3 separate regions of the Zea mays genome follow, and regions 1 and 2 are each linked to region 3. Evidence: chromatin contacts called from public Hi-C data. All regions are on one chromosome and are shown on one strand. Each heading gives the region's core, a stretch centred on a gene start, on an enhancer-like site or on the middle of the called end of the contact. The rest is flanking DNA. Distances are from core to core; before and after follow the strand shown.

What was found. A called contact is a pair of places that touch in the nucleus more often than the background predicts.
Region 1: a contact with region 3 is called in a Hi-C map of leaf, with 5 times the contacts expected there. The contact joins the enhancer-like site here to the promoter of LOC100383493 in region 3. A contact is called at or near these places in 4 of 25 Hi-C or Micro-C datasets (bundle sheath, ear, leaf and 1 more).
Region 2: a Hi-C map of bundle sheath shows a contact between it and region 3, with 5 times the contacts expected there. The contact joins the promoter of LOC103637030 here to the promoter of LOC100383493 in region 3. A contact is called at or near these places in 3 of 25 Hi-C or Micro-C datasets (bundle sheath, leaf and root tip).

Annotation. Positions count from the first base shown.
Region 1 is chr8:76,858,077-76,860,776 of Zm-B73-REFERENCE-NAM-5.0, reverse strand. No RefSeq gene overlaps it. Among protein-coding and RNA genes, the nearest start is that of LOC103637029, 110 kb to the left of the region's middle. Within about 2 kb of position 1,261, at least 9 of the 20 cell types and tissues checked have an H3K27ac peak or open chromatin away from gene starts, as enhancers often do. A contact at or near this core is called in bundle sheath and leaf, where this site is marked.
Region 2 is chr8:77,027,680-77,030,379 of Zm-B73-REFERENCE-NAM-5.0, reverse strand. LOC103637030 (S-type anion channel SLAH3) reads right to left here and starts at 1,297. Exons shown (of 1, transcript XM_008659308.1): 1 at 1-1,297. The coding sequence starts at 1,297.
Region 3 is chr8:76,577,228-76,579,939 of Zm-B73-REFERENCE-NAM-5.0, reverse strand. LOC100383493 reads left to right here and starts at 1,268. Exons shown (of 16, transcript NM_001176141.1): 1 at 1,268-1,590; 2 at 2,023-2,162; 3 at 2,310-2,398; 4 at 2,500-2,535; 5 at 2,704-2,712. The coding sequence starts at 1,379.

The DNA.
Region 1 (2,700 bases), core at 12-2,511, 280 kb before region 3:
CAAAAGGACCAAATATTAGACACATGCATGTATGTAGTATGTGAGTTCCTAGCTAACACGCACAACAAGATATACATTCAGGAAATTTGCAAGGAAGAAGCCATGCATCGTTACCGCTACACATACAAGTGCAACAGAAGAAGAGTTGGAGTAGCGATCCAATGTAGTCGTCACGTGTCGATGGAGAGAGGATGTAGTTAATCACGATCGCCTCCTCCTCGATCTGTGGCTGATCAGCGCAACAGTCATAGCTAGTGCTGAGAATATGTGTCGGTGTTTTTGGACCGGCACGGGCACAGTTCATAGAAGAAGGTGATTTGAACTCAGATGAGGGAGTTTCAGGGGAGGCGACGGAGGATATATGATCTCAACGAGGACATGCATGCATATGCATTGTCTCTGAAGCTACAGTACTACTTGCTGTTTTAATAAGACGGATTAAGGATTTGTTCGTCTGTTCTGAGTGTCTGAACTCAATCTCGATGGGGGATGGAGCAGCTGGATACGGATACCAAATAAAGCAACCATGCGTGCATCTACTAGAATGCATGCGTGCATCTGTGTACGTGGTCGTCAAGCAACGTCAGTTCACGAAACGCACGCGGTACGGTGGCTTGCTGCCTGGAACTGGAAGAGAGCCTAGCTAGCATGCCATGACTGACTGACTGTGCCGGCTGCGGCTACTCCTCCTGACCTGGACTGGACTGGTGGATCTTCGTTCCATGTACATTGTTGTCTCGCGGTCGCCGTACGTTAACGACCGGCCCGGGCTAAGGCCTTGTTCGTTTACATCGGATTGCACCCGGAATCATTCCGGCTAATCAAAATTTATATAAATTAGAGAAGCAATCCGGCTCGGAATCGTTCCGACCCACCAATCCGACACAAACGAACAAGGCTTAAGGCTATTCCTTCCTTCGTTGCAGACCGCACCTCGAACGAACGGGTCGGACGGCCGCGGCTTCCTGCGCAGCTGCGGTGCGGGAGGTCATTTTGCACCCATCAGTCGTCCATCCAATAATTCTGATGTGCTACTAGCTGCTGCTTCCTCGATCATGCATGCAGATGATAGAATTGAATGTGCCGGCCGGCGGTTAGAAAACTGAAAACGATAGAATTCAACCACACCAGTAGCTTTCAAGTGTACCAAGTACCACGTCCAGCTTTAATTTGCGTATGGCATGGATTGCAGGATTGGCACGCATGTTGCTGGATCCATCGTCGTGCTTCTTCCATCGCCATCCATATACACAGGGGGCCCAGACGACGACGACTGCTCGGTCTACTGGTCGTCTGGTCCTATGATTTCCTAGTCTCTGCTCCGTTGTTGCTTCAGCACGTCTTGCCTCGCTTGTTGATCGGTCGATGGCAGTCAACAGCGATGGCGACCCGGCCGGCATGCATAGGGTTTCTTCTTCAACAAAGGAACGAACCGACGAGTGGAAAGTGCAACGGCCGGCTGTAGTGATTTCCCGAATTGGATTCCTTAATCTTCTTGCTTCATGCATTCATGCTGCTGCTAATCTCTTGTCGTATGCTGTACACTCCCTCCGCTTTCAAAGGCCATGTCCTTTACTAGTATTTTTAGAAAGCATGTAGTTGAACGTATATATGATCTCAAATTAAGTATTTGGAAAGCGATTTAGAGCCAGTTTGGCGGAGCATGGGATTGAAGTCTCCAAATTAGCCCTTACATGTTTAAGTTGCATATATGGTTGATTTACATCAGAAAAAAAATACTTAATTTTCTAAGCCTAAACCGTAGAAAAAATTAGGACCAGTAGACTAGTTTAATATATGGATATATAAATGAGCTTATATGTTCTATGAATAGTATACCAAATAATACATTCTGTTTTACGAAATAATATAGCAACCTAAATCCTTTCACGGACAGAGACAGATGCTTATATAAATGGATGGCTACACATGTTACAGTAGTATTTCTGCCGATCAAACTTACATGATTTTAGTAAATTTTAGATAGTTTAGCTGAATACAATGGACCAGCATTTTATTCCGGACATAGCTATAGTGTATATATGGAATCGTGAATGAAGCACTACCGGATTTGATTTCCTTTGTCAAATGTCTTAAACACTTGGCAAAGTTTTTTTTCCACTCGTTAAAGACTTTTGCCGAGTGTTAAACTCGACAAATATTTTATCGGTAAAAGTGTTCTTTGACAAAAAATTTCGGGCACTCGACAACTTAAGAATCGTAAAGAACAAAAAGATAACACCATTTTTGAATTATGGAAATAACCATCAACAATTGCCATTGCGCTACCCATCGCCCTATCGTTTTCACCATTTTTAAAAATTAATTAACGTGTTTTGTGGCTGGTGATATTCGAACCACAACAACACTGTGCATGATTTTCGGCGGTCAAAGTTATTTTCGGCAGCAAAGCTTGGCCGCCGAAAATAAGGTTATTTTCGGCGGCCAAAGTTATTTTCGGCAGCAAAGCTTGGCCGCCGAAAATAAGGTTATTTTCGGCGGCCATTGACATAGCCGCAAAAAATAACCGTATTTTCGGTGGCCACTGACACAGCCACCGAAAATAAGGTTATTTTTGGCGGCCACTGACACTGCCGCCGAAAATAACCGTATTTTCGGTGGCTAACCGTATTTTCGGTGACCACTGACACAGCCGCAAAAAATAAGGTCTTATTTTCGGCGGCCAAGCCCTAGCCGTCG
Region 2 (2,700 bases), core at 48-2,547, 450 kb before region 3:
TGACGGACGCGACCGCCGACAGCCCGACTGCCAGAGCCTGGGTGAGCGCGTTGGTGACCGCCGACGCGTACACCGTGGTGGCGATGGCCGCGCTCGTCACAGGGAAAGTGTACGCCCACCACGCGAGCGAGAAGCGGACGCCCCGGAAGAAGAAGCTGACGCGCGCCACCAGCGACGCGTAGAGGAAGAGCGAGACGTAGTAGGCGACCCTGGCGCCGAGGCCGAACTCGCCGCTGATCCTGGCCCACGCCACGGAGGCCACGCTCGGCGTCGCCACGAAAAGGAAGAACACCGGGTGGAGCTCCCGAGGCAGCGGCACGTTGGTGGGGAGCCGCTGGTACAGCGTCACGAACAGCACCACGTAGTGCACCGCCCCGACGGCGAAGAAGAACAGAGCCGGCTCGCGGAGGCCCATCCGTGCGCCGAGCAGCGCGCCGACGAAGTTGCCCACCACGGCCAGGTGGCTCGTGGGGCTGGCCACGCGGGACAGCCGCCACTCGCCGCCGGACATCCACTGGCCGTATATCTTGATGTCCAGGAACAGGATGGGCGCCATGAGGGCGTACCACACAACGTGGTGGACCGCCGTGACCGGCTCCGGCAGGCCCTTGGCGAGAAAGAGGCAGGCGATCCACGGCGCGAAGAAGAAGTTGACGCGGATCGGGTGGTGGAACTCGCGCCGCACCGCCTCCAGGTAGAAGACGGCCTTGAGGACGTAGGTGGCGGAGACGACCACCATGAGCGCGACGGAGAGCCACCAGAGCGCGTCGTTCACGCCGGGGCTCACTCGGAGGAACGCCGTGGACGGCTCCTGCTCCAGCGTCTTCCACATCATCGCCTGGCTGCTCACGCCCATGCACATCCCGAACGCGCTGATCGGGAACCGCAGCAGGAACGGCCACGCCTCGTCCTCGGGGAGCACGGGCACCTCCGTCGGCCGGAGCGTCTCAAGCTCGGGGCCTTCCAGGGCCGCGAAGTACCGGTCGGCCGTGGGGAGCTCGCCGTCGTCGTCGGTGTCTGCCTCGGAGTCCCTAGCCTCGCCGCCGCCGACGTCGGCGGCTGCAGGGTGCGGGTGCGTCTGCGCGCCCCCGCGGATGCTGGACAGCTGCCGCTCCAGGCGCCCGCCGAAGGTTTTGAACTGGTCGAACCGCCGGTCCCGCTCCCCCGTGCTGCCGCTGTCGCTGCGCGCCAGCGTGCCCTGCTGCTGCTGCCGCGGCGGCTCCTCGCTCCTGATCGAAATGGAGTACGGCGGCTCCGCCACCGTCGAGCGAAGGCGATCGCCGTCAGGTGCTGCCATTTTGGGGTGTGCTGGCCAGGCAATGAAGCTGACGCTACGCTTAGAGAGGAGAATTACTTTGGGCCGTGAACGAAGCCTCGCTCCGATCAGAAGCGCTCCTCACTCCTTCAACTTCAATGTAGCGCGACGATGCAATGCATGTATTTATAGTATGTTCCTGCAGGTGAATTTTTTTCGGGAGGGACGGCGACGGCGAGCCGGTAAAGCTAAGGGTGAAGTAGAAAAGAGTTGACACAAGAACAGAGAGGCAGACGCGGAGGAGAAGAGCACGCATGCACAGTCAAAAGGTGAGGGCACGCAGCGGCAGCGCCGCCATCTCAGATAAAAAACGTACGGTTAACAAATACTACTAGAAATTTTCTCGAGCTCATCGATGGGGATTTGCATTTGCTTATATAAAACGAGGTAATGGTCTCGAACAATGATAGTTTAAAACGTCGTCTAAGTTGGCGTGTAGCCCGCAGCCAGAGATGAAAACGGGACGGATATAGTCGAATATAGGGTTATCTCGTATTCTAACTTAATGTATTTCTCTCAGATATAGGACCGAATACGGGTAGTTAAGATTTAGGATGGATACAGGACGAGACCGAGTAATAATTCGGGCGGATAAGAAACAAATATCGAATACTACACGGGTAGGTATCAGATAGTTGTCGGGTAGTTTGTCCCGATGATATTAATTATCCAACCATCCAACAAACACATAAATTAAGCAATACATAATCATGTATATGATAGATCAAATGTAGGAAAGAAACCGATAAAATTGACGTCATGCACTTCAAAGTTACTAATCACAAGAACATTATGGAACCAACACCACAATATTAAAAAATTATAAAATATTTAAGTTTCAGTCAAAAATTGCAAATAAGTTACAAAAACTAATAAATATTTATACGAATATAACTAAAGTTCTCATATGAAAATGATAAAGTAAAGTATTGATGATGTTGAAACTTGAATAATTACAGTGATTTCACAAGTAACTCACATGAAGATAACCTTAAGCCCCCCACATAAAAATGACAAAGTCTATTAATTTGATATAAATTTGGACATTATTTTAATAATTTTGGCCTAAAGATGTGTTTAAACAAAAAATGATGTACTACAAAGTTAGAGATCTCTTCGAGCTCTATAATTTTCATATAAACTTTATCTTCATCCGATTTCATATATAAAGTTATAATTTTATAACTATATTATGCAGAAAAAGAAAAAATGGGTACCCGAATTTCGGGTACCCGTATCTGACCCGAATATTCGGGTATTTACTGGGTAATCCTCGCTCCGTATCCGACCCGAATCTGAAGCTGCACTATGCGAGTATTACCCATATCAGTCCCGAATATAAAAATATCCAAAACCGTATCCGAAAAAACCGGTATTTGCACTAT
Region 3 (2,712 bases), core at 19-2,518:
TACAAGAAAATGCACAATTAAGTAGAGAATCGACTCAAACCAAGTCGAACATGTATTACTAGATGCACAATTACAAGGACTCGTCAAGGAGGATAGTAGGGGCATACCCATATCTGATTGTGAACTAGTACAACAAAGAAGACAAATGTGCTTGTGCATGAGAAACTTTAGGTGAATTTGAGTAGACAAGCAATCACTCAACTGACACTTTGCATATACTAGATTGCGGACTAGTAAACTACCACTAACATCCCACAACAACAGGGATGTAGCATAGTTTGAATCTCCACACTTGTAGTCATCAGCTACTCCACCCAAAAAATTCGAAGTGGGAGTAACTCATAATGCTTTCGCATGCATCCTTCTATAGTCGAGGGTTGCAGGAAAACCACGAGGATACTTGCTTGCTCATCGGTTGCTCTAGGAGAAGAGAGGATCACCCTACGTCGCAATTCTTCGAATTGATAACGACACTGATAGCCACGGTAGTTAGGAACACTTGAAGTTGTGGTATACGCCCATGTCGAGATATTCCTCTACTCGTTGATGGCCACTATAAGCGCTTGCTTCTGATATCATTACAACATCAAAGCCGAAGCTAGAGAGCTAGCTCACTGCCAAAGTGACCATAGGAGCGAGCCATTTATCTCTAGAAAACCCACGATAAACCGGAAATCGTGTTGTTTTATCGTCGCATATGCCCATTACAATACCACTAATGACTAATAGGGTGTTTGGTTAGTGGGACTAATTTTTAGTCCCTCCATTTTATTCCACTTTAGACCCTAAATTGTCAAATACGGAAACTAAAATAGAGTTATAGTTTCCGTATTTTGCAATTTATAGATCAAAGTGGAATAAAATGGAGGCACTAAAAATTAGTCCCTAGTAACCAAACACTCCCTAAACTGATAAAAAAAGCCTACTCAAGGGAGCCTCCAAAAGTTGACGTACCAAAGCAATGTTGACAAGGTGTGCTCCATCTAGGATGGATGTGGGCAACTCTCCTAGAATCAAATAAAAAATGATGAAATGGTAGAAATAAATGAATATGGAAATAAATAAAAAGCGGTACGCAACAAGTAGCCAGCGTTGCGCTGAAACAGCACCAACTCAGCAACCTGCAAAAAAGTTGCTTTCCACGAGACCCGCAAAATAAAAAACTTTATTCTCTCTCTCTCTCTCACTCCGCCCGCCAGCCCGCCGCCCGCCGCCTCCCTATATAAACCCACCCACCCCCGTCCGCCATGGCTCATTTCCCCACCCGCACAAACGCGCACACCCCACTTGGCGCTCCACCTCTTCGCTCTCCGACGACAGCCAGCGAGCGTGCGACGGGCGATCAATCGGGGCAGGCATTCGAATTCCGACGACGGCCATGGAGCAGAGGAGCCTGCTGGTGTCGGCCCTGGGCGTCGGCGTCGGCGTGGGTCTGGGGCTTGCGTCGGCCAAGTGGGCAGTACAGCCGGCGCCGAACGGAGGCGACGGTCTCGGAGCCGGCGCCGCGGAGTTGGAGGCCGAGCTGCGGCGGCTGGTCCTGGACGGCCCCGAGAGCGACGTCACCTTCGACGAGTTCCCCTACTACCTCAGGTAGGTCATACTAACCCCGTCGAGTTCGATTCGGTTGGTGGCCGGCCTGGGTAGGGTTCGAGGAAGATCCGGTTGGCTGGCTTCCGTAGTGCGATCCGATTTGGCGCAGCCGCATCACCCGAGACGCACCGATCTGCGGCGCTGCTGCAGGCCTTGTCTTCTCGATGAATCTGTTCAGATGGCTTCCCCACTCCACTCGAGTACAAGTGCCACTAGTTTCCTCTGCTGTTGCGGACTAGCGGCTCGTACTAGCAGTACGGCTGCGGCAGGTAGGCACGATCGGAGCCGTGTTCTAGAAAAAAGCAAAAGCAAGAGGGGTTTACTTGATCCACAAAAGGCCGCAGCACATGGCTTCTTCAGTTTTTTTCTTTGTTTGTTTGTTTGTTATCATTATTACTACGATGGCACTAGCACCGACAGCGATTGAGGTAGTGGTGTGATTGCCTGCAGCGATCAGACGAGGGAGGTGCTCATCAGCGCGGCTTTCGTCCACCTCAAGAACGCGGAGCTGCTGAAGCACGTCCGGAACCTCTCCGCCGCCAGCCACGCCATCCTGCTCTCCGGCCCCACAGGTTCGTTTCCGTCGTCCGCCGGTCCCTGGCCGCAAGAACAACAACCACCCCCGCTCGCTGCTTGCGTGTGGGCAGAGGGTACTGTGGCCACTTGTATCCCCCTGTTTCGCTGATGCATGATGACCTTGTTGGCTGCTGTCTCTGCAGAGGCCTACCTGCAGTCGCTCGCGAAAGCTCTGTCCCACTACTTCAAGGCGCGCTTACTAATTCTGGACGCCACCGACTTCTCTCTTCGGGTGAGTGAGCAGCTGGGAACTGTTGCCATCGTGATTCTTGGCCTTGCGGTTGCTTTGCCGTGCCGTGTTCTGAATCCTGTGCCGCTGAATGACTCTTGCAGATCCAGAGCAAATACGGGGGCTCCACAAAAGCCACGGTGGGTCACACAGTTCCAGAGCATTTTTGCTGGAAAGAATAAACGCTGATTCATCTCCTCGGATCCTCCTTTTGTTTTTCTAACACGAGATCCGGCGACACTGGTATAGTTAATCAGTTATTTTACAGGACCCATAACAATGAGTTTGTTATTGACTTGCTTCTGCAGGCCCGCAAT